Regions from separate parts of the Sus scrofa genome. Here regions 1 and 2 are each linked to region 3. Evidence: chromatin contacts called from public Hi-C data. All regions are on one chromosome and are shown on one strand. The core of a region is the stretch at or near the end of the contact, and the rest is flanking DNA. Distances in the headings are between cores, read along the strand shown.

Region 1 (3,143 bases), core at 52-2,551, 600 kb after region 3:
CCCCGACCAGACTGTGCCCCTCGACGTCTAACCGTGACACCCTCCCCACCCCACCCTTTTCCAACCAACCTCGGTAGCTTTTCCCTCTTTTGCCCTAGGACACACCCCCAACGGAAGCCCCGCCTCCCCTGCCCCAGCGTTGATCCCAACCTCCATCAGGCCAAAACCTCCCACCCTTTCGCACCTCACTACCAGGCCCAGGTGCCACCAACCATATACTCTCCAAGTCCAACCTTTATTTGTGCCCCTTCAGTAATCACCCAGCAGCCCCCCAAAAGCCTCCTCTTCCCAGATCTCCAGCCGGGTCTGGAAATGGGTTGTGGAAGGGAGGGATCTGGGAGTTCACACTCACTACCAACCTCCCTGGCCACTCTCCTGTCCCACATTGCAGTGTTTGGAATAAACCATGTTTTTATGCCTCCTCAAGCCAAGTGTGAGATCCATGCCTGTCTCAGTCCCCTCAAACTTCTCCGGAGGAAACAGAAACTGAGAAAAGTCCCTCAGAGGAAGAGGGTGCAGAAAGAGAATTTGAGCAAGAACAGAGACCCCAGAGGGAGGCGGGAGGTGAAGACCCAGAAAGAAGCCATGAGAAGAGACGAGCTAAGAAGGGGTGGAGGCGTTAAGAGAAGGGGGACAGAGAACTCAAGAAAGATCTGGGATTCAAAACATCCTAGAGGGTACCATTCCTATGGCAACAGGCAATGAGGTTTGCTAGGTTCTTAATATCCTGTTCAGGCAAGTGAGGAGAGTGCCTATTATATCCCAGCCAATCCACAAATCTTCAATGTTGTGAAGCTCACCAATGAGAACCTAGTTCTAACATTTCATTATGCCAATTAGCCAAACCTCTGGTGCTAATGGGCAATAAAAAGAGCCGAAACACTTGTAATAGCTGCCTCCAGAGGGTGGGCTTTCTGATTAAGTGCTTGCTGACCACAGCTGCAACGTGAACGCCTGATGAGGCAACTCATCCTCACTCTACTTAAGCATTTGGAAATGAATTAAAGCCTTCATAACAAGAAGCGGGGGAAGAATAAGGAGGGGAGAAGAAACCGGCTTTATTGGTCCTAAGGGAGCAGAAACCTAGTCTCCTAGCTAGGATTATTTGCATACACGAATAATTAATTAAGTGGAAAGAATGCCTTGGGAGTCAAAAGTGGAAGATGGTGTCTGGGCTTGGACCTCCTCTAGCTGATGAGGAAAAAACAGGCCTCCCGTAGAACTACAACTCCCAGGAGGCCTTGCCGCGGCTCTGCGGAGGAACTCCGCAAAGTCACCGGGAGGGGGTAATTCTCCAGATCCGCAGGCCTCGCTAGCTGGACCAGGACACGATTATGTCAGTTCTCCTTCACCCGGTCCCATCGCCCTCTCTAATCAGCGAACCCGGGGGTTTCCAAGGTAACCACGCAGCAGGGCGGATCTCATAAGAAGGCAACGCAACCCGGAAGTGACGCTCTTACCTCGCGCCGGCTGCGAACGGGTTGGAAGATGGCAGCGCGCAAGGGGCGGCGGCGCACGTGTGAAACTGGGGAGCCCATGGAGGCTGAGTCCCACGATGCAGGGTCCGAGGGCCCTCCCCAGGTCTACCTACCGGGCCGGGGACCGCCACTGCGTGAGGGAGAGGAGCTGGTCATGGACGAGGAGGCCTACGTGCTGTACCACCGAGCACAGACTGGTAGGGCTGGGGCATTCGGACTTCCCGGGGCCAGAGCAAGGAGGGACTGGAAATCTGGGTCCTGAGGGGAGCTGGTCCTGAGCCTTTAATTTAAGAGGCGCTCTGAAAGGGGAAACTGGGGTTCCCGAGGGGAGCCGGTCCTGAGCCTTTAACTTAAGAGGCGCTCTGAAAGAGGAAACTGGGGTCTAAGAGAATTGACACCACACTCAAGAGATACCTCTGGCTATTAGGGCCTGAGATACTTATGTCCCATCCTAATTTTCCAACCGCTCCTTCCATCCCCAGGCGCCCCCTGCCTCAGCTTCGACATAGTCCGGGATCACCTGGGAGACAACCGGACTGAGCTTCCTCTTACACTTTACCTGTGTGCTGGAACCCAGGCAGAGAGCGCCCAAAGCAACAGGTGAGAACTGGGCCTTTACTTCGACCAGGAGTCTGAGCCTTCAGCCCCCCGCCCCCGCGGCTCCCCCCCCCGCGGCCCCCCCCGCGGCCCCCGCACCTAGAAATAGGGGGGTTTCCAGCCTCCCCACTCCCTTCTTCCCAAGGATCCTGGTATCCAGGGCCTCATTTCATCCCACACTTCCGCCAGATTGATGATGCTTCGAATGCACAATTTGCATGGGACAAAGCCCCCGCCATCAGAGGGCAGTGATGAAGAGGAGGAGGAGGATGAAGAGGATGAAGAAGAGCGAAAGCCTCAGCTAGAGTTGGCTATGGTGCCGCACTATGGTGGCATCAACAGAGTTCGGGTAAATACAGCCCCCGAAGCCTGCCCTCCATTCTCTGGAGCACAGAGCGTCCCCGCCCCCCATCCACGCCCTTCAGCTTTTAGAAAACACTTGACACAATTTCGTATATGAGTTTATCACATCTTAACTGTCATGGTAGTTGTCATCGTGCTAGATGCTGTGGGGATATCTTTAGTGTTCTTTCCTTTTCTGTAAAATGGTGAGAGTTAGAAAACTTACCTGGTGTGACTGATATGAGGGTAAAATGGGATCACTTTGTGTTACTTCAAGCATTGAAACTCCCAAGTTCCTGCTGTGACTCATCGGTAACCCAACTAGCATCCCTGAGGCTGTGGGTTCGACCCCCGGCCTCACTCAGTGGGTTAAGGATCCGGGTTGCCATGAGTTGTGATGTAGGTCGCAGACACGGCTTGGATCCCCAGTTGCAGTGGGTGTGGTGTAGGCCGGCAGCTGCAGCTCTGATTCCACCCATAGCCTGGGAACTTCCATATGCAGCAAGCCTGGTCCTAAAAAAAAAGCAAAAAACAAACAAAAGAACTGAAATAGAGTTACTTTAGGTATCTAAAAACAGTGCTATCATATGAGATGTTTGTTTTCTGTTATTGCTTAGGGACTGTTCTGGCCTATGCGGTTACTTTTGTGCTTCAGAATTAACAGCCCCTTCTGACGGGGTTGACATGAGCAGTAAAGTGTTGCATGCGCAGTGCTTGGCCCATAGT
Region 2 (3,126 bases), core at 612-3,111, 730 kb after region 3:
AAAGCGACAGGGGTGGCCGGTTGGTGCGACTCATGAACAACCTCTTCAGCACAACTTGATTGAAGGTGGAGTTGGTTCGTCTGGCCAGAAACCTGTACAGCTGGAGAAGGAAAAAGGAAGAATGAGGCCCCAGGGCAGCCGACTCCCCCATGGCTTTCTAACAAAGGGGCAAATGACTGAGGGCTTCCCCCATCCTGCTGAGCCCAAGGGAGCGAGCTGGCCCAGATCTCTCCTGGCTGGAGACCCAGAAAACCTCCCTCCCCATCCAAGGTCAGAGGATGAAAAACTCTGGACTCCCCAAAAGCTTGGAGAAAGAACCAGTGATTCGAGCTTGGACCAATACTGCCACAGAGGCTCTGGAACCTGTAGTTCGGGGGTGGCCTTGTCTAAGGGTCTCAGGCCCAACCTCACCTTGACCAGCAGCCTCAGGTAGATGTCCTGGCTCTTGGGCTCCTTGCGTCGAACCTTTCGGTCCTTGTTGTGGCGGATGTCAACTCCCTGCAGGGGTGAAGGGAAGACCATGAACCCAGCCCTGACTCGATCCTCACCTCACAAACATTCTCAATGAGCCCTTACCTCTGAGCAAGAGCTAATGCAGTCTCTGGAGACAACGAACTCCAATCTGACACTCGGAGAGCTCTGGGAAAAACCACTTAACCCCCTACCCAATGACCCCTTTGTAGAAAAAAACTAATTCAACATAAGCCTTCAGCACATGACACACAGCACACACCCTGAAAGACCTCAACAAAGGAGCCACACTGACTCAAATTTTTAGTTCCAAAGAACTAAACTGTGTTTTCAGGGATGTATTATTTAAGCACCCCAAACTCACTCCGAAAAAGCAGAACCAAAATCACTTAAACCAAAGGCAGACTTAAAAAGGTATTACGGTATCAATGAACTTTTTTTTTCAGTAATCCGTACAAAACTACTTCTAGGACTTTTCTTATACTATCTCCTTGAATCCAACAATCTTTTATGAAGTTAGTTTCCCACTTTAGCGCTAAAAAAAAACTGAAAGCAGCCTACGATTTCCACTACAGCCCCTGCCTACTTGCCTAAAGAGGTTTTTTTTTGTTTACTATGCTATTAACTGGAAAGAGGTATTTGACCACTGATACCTCCAGCACTTAATATACGCAAAAGCCTACAACAAGCACACTTCCCGGGACTTATTTCTTCCCAAACTCACATCTGTGAGACATAATTACTGGGCCCCCAATGATAAAGTCAAGATGCTTTCCCCGCACAGAAATGATACGTTGGGCAGTGAATTGAGATTCGAATCGAAGCCTGCCTGGTCCCCACACCCAGGCACCAGACGCTCAGCAACTCCCCCAGAACCCAGCTTTCCAGGCCGGGGAGTGACAGGTCCAAGGGCAGCACAGGCAAGAGTGGCTGTGGGATCAGCGCCTGGGTCCGAATTCTGACTCCGCTCTTTATTGTCATTACGTTACCGGTCATATTTAACTCCCTTACCCCTCAAGTTGGTCATGTACTCAATGGGAACCATAAAAGAATACGGGAGGACGAGAAATTGACGACTCCCATTTCTGCTCTTCAAGCCCCCAAAATAGCTCCCCAGCCCGGGAGTCGCTTCCTTTGGACACCCTGGGACCCCTGCCTCCCTCTGGAACATCCTCGGTCCCAGACCGCAGCGGATGGCAACGGATGATCAATGCCCAAACTCCGCAAAGCGCGCTCACCATGATGGCGCCTCCTCCTTAGCCAGGTCCGGAAAGAGAGACAGGGAGCTAGGGTGGGCGGGGAAAGCCGTCAGTGAAGGGCTCGTACGTGACGTCACATGGACGCGACGCGGCACTCTACCGCGACGCCCGCCCTCTCTATGGTGATCGGAGGACCGGCTAGATAGACGCCTCCGGAATTGGGTGTCGGTTCCCTGGTCCCTAGGAGGGAAGGGTCTGTACGTCGGGGCCTCTCTGGCCATATCCAGTCTCTGTTCTCGATAGTCTTCCGGAAGAAAGGGCGCTGGGAACGAGGGAGATGTCGCGCAGAAGTAGGAAGACGCGTCGTGCGTTGACGCTCTGGCCCGACGCCGACGGCCTCTCGGTGGCTCCCGGAGGACCCAGCGGCCCGAGTCTTGGAGGTGAGGAGGCGGGGCTGGCGGGACCAGTCCGGACGTAGGGAACCGTCTGACCCCAATCTTTGAGCGTTTCCTTATCGGGTTCACCTCTGCCTTGTCTCGTGCCGCGCTTGCCAGGCGCGGCCGCAGCTTGAGAAGTCTTGCTTGAGGTCTAACCCGAGATCTTCTTGCTGCAGTCCTGTCTGTGGCATCCGGTGTTTCCACCTTTTAGGTTCAGCTTCACCCTCTTCTCCCAGATGGCCCTTCCTTAACCCCTCCTCAGCCTCTGCCACCCGGAGGCTGCTTCTCCCAGCCAGAGAGTTTCAAGTGGCCCAGCGGGTTCGGTATGAGGGATGTGCACGGTACTGGAGCGCAGAGGAGGCAAGCTGAGGCTGCGGGCTGGGGCGACGCGGTGGAGAGAAAAAAATTCCTGAAAAAGAAAAGTGGAGAGAATTAGAGAGAGGGAGACCGAGATTCAGAGGAGGGAAGGAATGGAGACCCAGAGGGGAGTGGACAGAGACGGAGGGTGGGGGAAATAATGACGGGAGGTGGGAGGATGTTAGAAAGAGAGGGAAGATGGAGGTCTAGGGAGAAGCAGAGACAAATTCAGTTCCTTACTAAGCATAAGACCTTGGGCAAAACCTTTTTTTGTGTATTACTTTCCTTATTTGCAAGAAGGGGATGATAATAGGCCTGGCACATGGAGTGTTTTCTAGCATTATATAAGTTAGTTTAAATGCTTGGGACAATGCTTTGTACTTCTAAGCGCTGAGTTAACAATTAGCCTCTAATCCTGTTGGCTCTCACTGGGGAGGTGGAGAGGACCAGATGGACTGGTTGGGGCAATGAGGAAGCTGACTTGTCCATTCTTGTCTTCCTCTTCTGGGAAGCCCTGCCCCTTGGGCCCCCAGCACTTGGGGCTTGGCCTCCTCTTCTCTGCCCTTAATACTCCTACTTATTCATCTCTCCTCCCCAGAGCCACAGGCCAAGCCTGGACCATGATGCCTGACTCCTTGCCCATACCACCCTCCCATGGCCTC
Region 3 (2,994 bases), core at 453-2,952:
GTATCACACCTGCAGCTTACTTACTCTGCATGGCACAGCTGGAAAGGAGTGAACTGGAGCTCCAGGTTCAGGCAGCTCTCTGCAGGGGCAGCACAGGCAGATGGGCACACGGAGACCTGAGAGCCGCCACTGCCTCATCCCTCCTTCCACCCCGGGGCCACTTACGGGCAATGGAGTCAAGGTTGTACTCAGAGCCAGGCTCATAGTCACAGTAAATGTTCAGAAAAGGGCTGCCCTTGTCCCCGGAATCCTGGGGGAGGAAAGTGGCCTCAGGGGAGAGCAGGGGCAGCAAGAGGGATCTGGGTCAGACTCAGTAAGGAGGAAAAAACAGGGAGAGGGAGGGGGCTCTGGGTACCTTGATGAACGTGATCCCCACAACCAGGCCTCGCTTTGGGGGCGATTTGTTGAAGGTGTCGATGGAGACAATCTCTGCATCCACTGAGAGAGGACAGTTCAAAGCTGGTGTTTCAGTCAGACTCCTAACCCCAATCTTCTCAATGATGGTGACCTCTGACCTCTAGGACTCAGTAATCTTCTCACTACCGCAAATTATCATGACCTCTGGGTCCCAGTGAGTCCTGATCATCCTCACCATGGCAGGGAGGGATCCTGGTTTCCGCGTCTGGGGAATCCTCAACCCAAACCACTTCAGGCCCCTATTATCCCTGTCCTCTGACCCCAATGCCTGCAGATTATCAGCCCTGACCCCCTTCAGTCACATCAACCTGATCTCATTTTCCCGTCATGGTGATCCAGCTCAGACAGAGCCTCAGAAACCTTCACAACACAACATTCCAGGCCCCCAGCCCCATGGCGCCACGCACCGGGAATGTAATTGAACTGCAGCTCCTTGGCCACGGGCCGGATTTTCTGTCGGAGGTCTTGGTAGCGGAAGCCCAGCACCTTGCCTTTAAGGGTGGCGGCCAGCAGCTCCCCGCGCCCGCCCGCGCCGCCCGCCAGCCCGTATACATTGCTCTGCGACGAGAAGCGCGTGAAGCTGTCCTCGCGCAGCGGACAAGGCCCCGCGGCCACAGCCACCTCCCCCATCACGCCCCTCAGCCGCGCATTCCGGTACCCTTCGCTGCGGTCCGCTCTACCCCATGGAGCGCCAGGCGCCCGCCGGTCGCGCAGACTGATGACGTAGAGAAGCCGTCGTCTCTGCCCTTTGCCAAAATGGCCGCCAGCCGGGCCGCCTGGGCTTCCCAACAGATTTTGTGCCAACGTGCCTGCGCCCTCCTCCCTGTGCCTTTTTCAGGGCCAGGCGACTGATGATGGCCTGCAGATGCGGGCTGAGGTGGTGACCCTTGCTGTGGTCTTGCGGAAGGCAGAATAAGAAGAACTGGGAGTTCCCAGTGGTGTCTCAGTGGTACGAACCTGACTAGGAGCCATGAGGATGAGGATCCTGGCCTTGCTCAGTGGGTTAAGGATCCAGCGTTGCTGTGAGCTGTGTAGCAGACGCGGCTCGGATCCCACGGTGCGGTGGCTGTAGGCCAGCAGCCATAGCTTCTATTCGACCCCTAGCCTGGAAACATCCATATGCTGCAGGTGCGGCCCTAAAAAGAACCATAAAACTCAATATAGCCCTTAGGTGCCATTAGCAGTTTTACACGTTTTCCATCGACGGGTTTACTTAAAACTCACAAGCAGGCTGAGGTAGGTACTCCATGTTTTATAGATAAAGAAATCGAGGCATAGGAGTTCCCGTCGTGGCTCAGTGGTTAACGAATCTGACTAGGAACCATGAGGTTGCAGGTTCGATCCCTGGCCTCGCTCAGCAGGTTAAGGATCCGGCACTGCCGTGAGCTGCGGTGTAAGTCGCAGACGCGGTTTGGACTCCGCGTTGCTGTGGCTCTGGCGTAGGCCGGTGGCTACAGCTCCGATTCGACCCCTAGCCTGGGAACCTCCATATGCTGTGGGAGCAGCCCTGGAAAAGGCAGAAAGACAAAAAAAAAAAAAAAAAATCGAGGCATAGACAGGTAAAGTAATTCATTTAAGATCACAGTCAGTATGAAGCTGTCAGTATTAGAACACAGCAAGAGAGCTCCATGGCTTATTTTAATCACATCACCTTTAAAAAGGTGAAATGCATTCTTCTTACCCCAAGGGAAAAAGATCTAGCTGTCCTGGCACATCACCACCACCTTCTTCACCGAAAGCCTACTTTATGCAGTCACGTTGCCTCATTATCTCATTGAATGCTCACAAGTACCCTGATCTGTTACCCCACATTTATTCAGCATTTACTGAGCAGTCACTCTGTACCAAGACATCCTTTGCAAATTCATCTCAATAAACTTGCAACAACACTGGAAAGAGGTTGACTATTCCAACTTATAGAGAATGAAGTAGAGGCTGGGGGAGATTACGTCCCTTGACTGATATGATAGGAAGTGGTGGATGGAAACAGGATGGAAACCAAGGTCTTTCTGACTCTGAGTCTTCTGGGATACCTGTATATGCCTTTTTTGTCCCTAAAAGGGCACCAGGAGTTTGCGGACTCTCTAATATTATTGCCAGAAGACGAACTGGCCAGCTGTCGCCGGCCACCTTGAGTAATCTGTCACCCCCTTCCACACAGAAAGAGAACACAGACTGCAAGAGCCTCACAGACGGTGACTAGACCTCCCTTGGTCACGGTCAGATCCCCCAGCACCTGGACCACAAGGCCTGACATGGAACATTTAGTAAATACGTTTAAGAACCCAAAACTATGTACCAGGCCCTTTGCCAAGCAACAGGGACATTGCTGCATTAGAGATATGCGTGTTCTCAGAGGCAGACTGGATCTGGAGAGCGGTATAAAGGAGTTTGTGTCAACTTCAGACCTGGCTATGCTGTTTAACGCTGGGGTCCCAGGGTTTGGACCAGGACACGGCACACAGTAGGTGCTTGGTAAATACTTGCTCGGTAAATAGGTGTGGGGTCTGGTTCTGCCACTTCTGAAGAATGTTTTCTTCAGGCTGCTTCTACCTCCCTGGGTAACTGCTAAACCAC

Evidence for each region. Hi-C and Micro-C count contacts between places; a contact is called where the count stands out from the background.
Region 1: a contact with region 3 is called in a Hi-C map of liver, with 8 times the contacts expected there. The contact joins the promoter of GRWD1 here to the promoter of KPTN in region 3. A contact is called at or near these places in 1 of 5 promoter capture datasets (liver) and 1 of 47 Hi-C or Micro-C datasets (liver).
Region 2: a contact with region 3 is called in a Hi-C map of liver, with 2.0 times the contacts expected there. The contact joins the promoter of RPL18 here to the promoter of KPTN in region 3. A contact is called at or near these places in 1 of 5 promoter capture datasets (liver) and 1 of 47 Hi-C or Micro-C datasets (liver).

What each region holds. Positions count from the first base shown.
Region 1 is chr6:53,848,372-53,851,514 of Sscrofa11.1, forward strand. It overlaps GRWD1 (glutamate-rich WD repeat-containing protein 1), which reads left to right and starts at 1,302. Exons shown (of 7, transcript XM_003127271.4): 1 at 1,302-1,675; 2 at 1,961-2,078; 3 at 2,265-2,424. The coding sequence starts at 1,489. It overlaps GRIN2D (glutamate receptor ionotropic, NMDA 2D), which reads left to right. Exons shown (of 13, transcript XM_021094673.1): 13 at 1-1,164.
Region 2 is chr6:53,976,820-53,979,945 of Sscrofa11.1, forward strand. RPL18 (60S ribosomal protein L18) reads right to left here and starts at 1,862. Exons shown (of 7, transcript XM_021094700.1): 1 at 1,710-1,862; 2 at 412-498; 3 at 1-100. The coding sequence starts at 1,712.
Region 3 is chr6:53,244,756-53,247,749 of Sscrofa11.1, forward strand. KPTN (kaptin) reads right to left here and starts at 1,703. Exons shown (of 12, transcript XM_003127264.5): 1 at 825-1,703; 2 at 356-438; 3 at 166-250; 4 at 25-79. The coding sequence starts at 1,047.